Regions from separate parts of the Triticum aestivum genome. Here region 2 is linked to region 1. Evidence: chromatin contacts called from public Hi-C data. All regions are on one chromosome and are shown on one strand. Each heading gives the region's core, a stretch centred on a gene start, on an enhancer-like site or on the middle of the called end of the contact. The rest is flanking DNA. Distances are from core to core; before and after follow the strand shown.

Evidence for each region. Hi-C and Micro-C count contacts between places; a contact is called where the count stands out from the background.
Region 2: a contact with region 1 is called in a Hi-C map of leaf, with 2.7 times the contacts expected there. The contact joins the promoter of LOC123054743 here to the promoter of LOC123050184 in region 1. A contact is called at or near these places in 2 of 5 Hi-C or Micro-C datasets (both in leaf).

Annotation. Positions count from the first base shown.
Region 1 is chr2D:588,119,496-588,123,083 of IWGSC CS RefSeq v2.1, forward strand. LOC123050184 (organic cation/carnitine transporter 4-like) reads left to right here and starts at 1,911. Exons shown (of 3, transcript XM_044473015.1): 1 at 1,911-2,394; 2 at 2,897-3,588. The coding sequence starts at 1,911.
Region 2 is chr2D:588,434,355-588,437,942 of IWGSC CS RefSeq v2.1, forward strand. It overlaps LOC123054743 (xyloglucan endotransglucosylase/hydrolase protein 9), which reads left to right and starts at 1,884. Exons shown (of 3, transcript XM_044478580.1): 1 at 1,884-2,163; 2 at 2,269-2,369; 3 at 2,816-3,588. The coding sequence starts at 1,983. The coding sequence ends at 3,499.

The DNA.
Region 1 (3,588 bases), core at 661-3,160:
GGGCCAAATTTTTTATTGTTGGGCCTGGATTTTTTTCCCGCAGCTTGCAAATTACAATGTTTCTGAACAAAATTTTACAGATTGTGACAAATACATATAAGTTTTGCAAGACTTTTTTTTTTGTGAAACTTGGAAATATCATGTTTGCCTTTTTTGAAAAAGCAGGCTAGAAGGAGCCTTGCGTGAGGGAAAGTGGTTTACTGCTCCTTGCCTTTATAGGTTAGTGAAAGGCCGAAGGTCCATTTTACTGGGCCGGAGGAATCGCCACATTCCAGTCTTTGGTGCCGTTACATGCGCATGGGGTGAAACAATTCTTGATGATACCCCTCAAAATACAGACCATGATCTCTGTTTTGATGAGACGTGCTATTGAAAGAATTGACTCGGGCCAAGATTTGAGCTACAATAACTGGCTTGCTTGAGCGCCACGGGTGGTGACGGTTCGGTAAAAGCTGTGAGGCCAGAACACTGTTCACACCTATGCGGCAGGCCTTCGAGGCAAAGCTATCTCAAGGCTGCAGATGCCAAAATATGACCCTTAAAACATGTGGTCGGCGGGTGGCCCTGTTAAAGGGAAGCTCGATAGTTGCCTCAAATAAAGGAGAGTTTGGGTTTACATGAGAACCACTTGGAGAGAGGAACTCGTGTCAAGCTGAAGACTCCAAGCCGAAAGACATTAGTTTGAGGAAGATTGTTGTCCCCGACTTCGAAGACAAGTTCAGGGGCTACTGATGGTGTCCAGGACTAAGAGGTACCAACCTAGTCGGTCCACAGTCCATGAGTCGAGCTTATGGCCCACCGATCTCACAAGGAAGGACTCCGGAAGCCTCGAACCCTGACGTGACCAAGACGGACTCTGCCGAAGACTTGGCGTGTACTTCAAGGACTACTTCACCTATCGGCATGCTTATCTTTAGTTGGCAACCGACCATGTGTTACCCTAGATATCCCTGGTGCATATATAACCCAGAGGGTTTAGTCCATAGAGACACAATCATAATTACCAGCCTTAGGGTTTAGAAGACAACATACGATCTCGAGGTAGATCAACCTGTACTCGATACTCCATCATCAATATAATCAAGCATGACGTAGGATTTTAATTACATCTTCGAGAGGGCCCGAGCATGGGTAAACATTATGCCCTTTGTCTCATGTTCACCATCGTTCGAAGATCCACAGCTTGGGACCCCCGACCCGAGATTTGCCGGCCGTTTAGTACCGACAGCCTGGGAGAAGATGCAGTCGAGGCGGTGGAAGTTTGTCCACACCCGATAGCCGGCGCTGCGGGAGCGGGCGCCATGGTCGCGCGCCTGCTGCCTCCGCCGTTCGTCCACCGACGGGTGGAGGGAGGAGCTCCCGACCTCCGCGTCGTGGCAGCGCTTAAGGGGTGGGTCGCCGCCGAGCCCATGGCGGCCGCCGTTCCCGCCGCATCCCCCTTGGCCACCCCAACCGCCAACAGCCGTCAACATCTCTGGCAAGTTTGGGTGGGGGACAGTGCCGCAAATCGTAGGTTGAGTTATAGGGATTTCTCGCCGGGGGAAAGGTTTCGCGGCAATGGGGGAGAAACAAGACGGGAATCCTAAATCGACCCGGGGCCAACATATATACTGGAATCACGGGCGGTTTACGGGCTTCCGTAAACGATTTACGGGCCGGGTCCTTTTTAGCGCACCTGTTCGGGCTATTTTTTTGGGCCATCCCGTAAAACGGCCGGAAAAAACGTGTTTTATCAGAGTTATACGGGATCTGCTAGAGATGCTCCTGCACTCTTCTACTGCAAGTCAAATATGTGAAACTGTATCTCGCAGATCTGTGAAGCCGTGCGCCTGCATGCCCCTCAGTTTTAATACTCCTACTACTTCACGAGTCCCTCTCCCGTGATTAATTAGCTGTGCAGAACCGTTGACATGCGCACGTGCCTCGCTCCGCCTACAAATACTCCAACGATCGCGAGCACCCAGTACACGGCTACACCTACACGCACCCACCCCCGCGCCAAAGAAACCAGGAATCAAATGTCCGCCGCCGAGGCGCTCCTTGCTAATGCCCCCTCCGGCAGCGGCGGCGGCGATCGCCTGAGCATCGACGATGCCCTCGCACAGCACGCGGGGGAGTTCGGGCGGTGGCAGCTGCGGCAGTTCGTAATGGTGACGGCGGCGTGGGCGCTCGAGGCGATGCACACCATGGTCATGATCTTCGCTGACCGCGAGCCGGCCATGTCGTGCCCCGCGGGGGACCGGCGGTGCGGCGACCGTTGTGCCGGCGCTGCGGCCGGCTGGGAGTGGGAGCAGGGGAGCGGCTCGTCCACGGTGGCCGAGTGGGGCCTCGTCTGCGGCGAGCGCTACAAGGTCGGCCTCGTCCAGGCCGTCTTCTTCGTCGGGTGCATGATCGGTACGCCAGTACTCTCATCGGCCATTCGTCTTCGGTGCCGCTTTATTTGCTGAAGTGACTTAGGGGTAGTTTGGTTGGTGTCCTGGAGTCCATGCCTGGGAAAATCTGCTGCCTGGGACGAGCCTGGAAGCCTGATGCTTATTTGCCTCTACAGGCTAGCCTGGCAGCGTTGCGTTTGGATCCTTTCCTGGCCTGGCGTTGTGTCATCCAGTCAATAAACAATATTTAAGTAATGCCAGGCTCGCTGCAGCATGTCCAGGCGCAAAAGAATGGACGCCTGGGCCAGGCTAATCGCCTGCCTGGGCCAAGCAGACTACTTTCTTTCATTTTGTCTGAACTTCACCAGGCTAATCAGGTTGTTGTAGAAGCCAGGCCAGGCAGACCTTTTTACTCCCAGGACACCAACGGAACAGCGACCAGGCAGATTCCAGGCACCGTCCAGGCCAGGCAAGAATTGGCGTGGATGCCAACCAAACTAGCCCTTATCCTCTGGGTTCGGCAGGCGCGGGCGTCTTCGGGCACCTCTCCGACTCGTTCCTCGGCCGGAAGGGCTGTCTGCTGGTGCTCTGCGTCCTCAACGCCGTCTTCGGTCTCGTCACCGCGCTCTCCCCGAACTACTGGGTCTACGCCGCGCTGCGCCTCCTCACGGGCTTCAGCACCGGCAGCGTCGGCCTCTGCTCCTTCGTCCTCGCCACGGAGCCCATCGGGCCCTCCCGCCGTGGCGCCGCCGGCATGTCCACCATGTACTTTTTCTCCGTGGGCATCGCGGCCCTCGCCGGGGTCGCTGTGATGTTCCAGTCCTCATGGCGCCTCCTCTATGCCGTAACCTCCCTGCCCTCCCTCGCGTACGTGTTTGCTGTCATGCCGTTCGTCTCCGAGTCTCCGCGGTGGTACCTTGTGCGCGGGCGCGCCAACGACGCCATGCGCGTCTTGGGCGACATCGCGTCCGCCAACGGCAGGTGCATCCCGGACAACGTCGTGCTCAAGCTTGACGATGAGGGGGACGACGTCAACGGCGCCGAGGTTGGCGCCGGCAAAAAAGCGGAGGAGCTGTCATCGTCGGGCACAATCATAGACGCGTTCCGCTCACCGGCGACGCGGATCAGGCTCGTGCTCTCGGTGATCATCCACTTCCTCTGCGCGGTGGTGTACTTCGGGCTGAGCCTCAACGTGGTCAACCTGAAGACAAACCTT
Region 2 (3,588 bases), core at 634-3,133, 310 kb after region 1:
CCCTCCGGTTGGCCAGGCCAACGCGGCGGCGGCAGCAGCCTCGGCATCGGCCGATGCCTTCTTCTTGGTGGCTTCGTTTTCAGCCATGGAGTCGATGCAGGGGAAGTAGTGGACTCAGAGGCGGACGGAGACGAGGGCGGATCGGGAGCAGTCGGCTCGGCTCATTCCTGCAACCTGCGGCACGCGCCCGCCTCGTGCGCGTGTACAGCTCCTATTCCCAAGCTCCCAATAGCAGTAGAGCAGCCCTTATAAAGAGGTCTCACTCTTCTTACTGTAGTAGTATGGGACTAAACTTCCCACCACTTGCCGTACACATGCATGAGCCTTAGAGATTAATTAAGGATTATTATCCTATATGAACCTAACCCCATCCATAATCCATCACATACTTTAAAAAAAATTAAAGGTTGGTAAATGTTTTTTTGGTGAAAATAATAAAAGGCTTCATGGGTCCCGGCAACCAAATGCACTCTCGGGAGGGGTATGAAGCTTGGACGGGAAAACGTACTCCTTGTACAACTACACAAGTGCATTGTGATTTTTGTAGAGTACTTTAAGCAGCAGTACTAGTACTGGTATTTGGCAACGTGAGCCCTTTCTAAAGTAGAGATGCTCTCTCGTAGTACTCTCTTCATCTCGAAATACTTACTAAAAAAATGGATAAAAATAGATGTATCTAGACCTAAAATACGTCTAGATACATTCATTTCTTCGACAAGTATTTCCGGACGAAGAAGTACTCCACAGCTGGAACCAACATGATACTGCTCCCTCTTGGGGACCCGTTCCTAATGCGGTACACCATCAGATAGATTAAGCATAAAGTAGTGTACACTAAACACGGCAGTGGCATCTGCCCGGACGTCACCGTTCGATCTGCTCACGTAAAATATTCCTTGAGCCGCTAGGATAAAGATGCCCATTCCACCCTCCGTCAATGCGCCTACGCTTAGGGCTCCTTTGATTCAAAGGAATTTAATAGAATTTTTGAAGGATTAAAATTCTTAGGATTTTTTTTATGTTGGTCCTTTGATTCATTGGATTGAATCTCATGGGATTTTTTTCTATGGAATCTTTTGTACTACATTTCATAGAAAATCTAACAACCACTCCAACCTTTTTTTACAATTTCTTTGTTTGTCCCGTGCCATCAAATACTCATTGCTAATTCTATAGGATTCCACTCCAACCCTATACTTTTTCTATTCCTGCGTTTTTAAAATCCTACGAATCAAAGAGGCCCTTAATTAACGACTAGGTTACGTTATCAGAGCATCAATGTTAGCACTTAGCACTAGAGGAGATGAGACTGGCGTGCGCAACAGAGATGAGTATTTGAATGCCCATCACGGCAGTGCAGTGCAGTGCGGGAGGTAGCACTGTCCGCGCTCCCTGCATGCCTCTCGCTAGCTTCTCCATCAAGCCGTGGCGCAGCGGTACGTACCAACTGGTAGCACGCACTGGACGCTACATTGACACGCATTGATCTGCTGCTGTACTCGACGGTACCGCTGTGCTGTGTTTGCTCACTCTCTTTTCTACCTTTCGCACTTTGCTCTTTACCGTGTCACGTACGCCCCCGCGAGGCAGCCAGCTGTGGCCAGCGAGGATCGTGCTGAATGATGCGTACGGTTCGGCTCGGCTCGGCCGGAGCCAGTAGAGCTAGCACTCTTGCAGGCTAGCAGCGTGACAGACAGGGGCGTGCCCAATGCCGCAAAAGTTGCCAAAATTATTACGGGCCTGGCCCCACCACCCAACGGCTACCTCGCCTTCCTACGTGGGCGCCCGGCGCCCTCGTGTCACGTGCCACCCTTCCTCCGCAAGCCGGCTCCCACCCCCACACTACCAGCTTGCCCCGCCTATATAACGCGCGCCAAGGCCCTTGCCGGAACAATCACGGTTCACACGGCACACGGCGAGCTCAGTACAGTGAGGAGGAGCACTGAGCAGGCAGTAGCTAGCGTCGTTACGGGTTGGCGGCAATGGCGTGGTGGAAGAACGGCGCATTGGTCGCCGCGGCGTCGCTCGCCGTGGCCGCGGTGGTGTGCGCCGGGGTGGCGGCGGCGGCGAGCAAGTTCGACGACGTGGTGCAGCCCAGCTGGGCCAACGACCACGTCCTCTACGAGGACGACCTCCTCAAGCTCCGCCTCGACAGCTCCTCCGGTACGCCCCGTCCTCTCGCTGCACAGGCGCCGCCAGCATTTGTCTCAGTAACAATGGAGCTCTTTTGCTGATGGCTTCTTCTTGTCTGTATTTTCATTTCGACAGGCGGCGGATTTGCGTCCAAGAACAGGTTCTTGTACGGCAAGGCGACCGCGGATCTGAAGCTCGTGCCGGGGGACTCCGCTGGCGTCGTCACTGCTTTCTATGTGAGTGAGTGCAGGCCCGCCTTGCTTTGCCCCGATGTTGCTCTTCGTCTTGGCATTGCCATTTTCATCTGCTCGTGACATCTGCCCCGTGAACTGCTGCATTCATTCTGCATTAGGAAACAAGAATATGCATCTTTCAATGTTGATTCCATTATAAGGATTAATCTGAGTAAAATGGGGATGGGTCGATGGGACATGCTCGCCATGTCTGTCATGGTCAGGCCATGGATGCTGCCAAGCACCTATTTACAAACAACACGGCACGTGAACAAGCTCAGCAACAGAACAACTTTCTTAAAAGCTGCCACTTTAAACAAAATAACCCTGAAAGATTTACCCCCGTTGAGTTACCACTTATTACTACTAATGCTTAGTGCTTGACAGTATTTGCATCTTCAACCTCGAGTAACTAATCTTTGTGATGTGCTTGTATGATGGACTTGCAGCTGTCGTCGGCGGGGGAGAAGCACAACGAGTTCGACTTCGAGTTCCTGGGCAACGTCACCGGCGAGCCGTACCTGGTGCAGACCAACCTGTACATCGACGGCGTGGGCAACCGGGAGCAGCGCATCGACCTCTGGTTCGACCCCACCGCCGACTTCCACACCTACGCCGTGCTCTGGAACCCCAGCCAGGTCGTCTTCCTCGTCGACGACACCCCCATCCGCGTCTACGACAACAAGAACGCCTCCGCCACCAAGCCCAAGGGCCACCACCGCCACCCCAACGCCACCACCACCCAGGCCCAAACGGCGTCCGCGTTCCCGTCGCCGCAGCCCATGGCCGTGTACAGCTCCATCTGGAACGCGGACGACTGGGCCACGCGCGGCGGGCTGGTCAAGACGGACTGGTCGCACGCGCCGTTCGTGGCCACGTTCCGGGACGTGCGCGTGGAGGGCTGCGCCTGGGCCGCCAACGCCTCCGACTCGGACGCCGGCGAGGTGGCGCGCTGCAGCGGCAGCTCGTGGGGCAAGGAGGGCCGCTACTGGTGGAAGGAGAAGGACATGCAGGAGCTGTCCGTGCACCAGAGCCACCAGCTGGTGTGGGCGCGCGCGCACCACCTCGTCTACGACTACTGCGTCGACACCGATCGCTTCCCCGTCCAGCCGCCCGAGTGCGCCGGCCGCTGATCCGCCGCGTCGTCGCCGGCCACCTCCGTCGGAATCTTAATTAGTAGAATGGATCCATGACATCGATGGATCGTCGCAGCTGCTCGTTT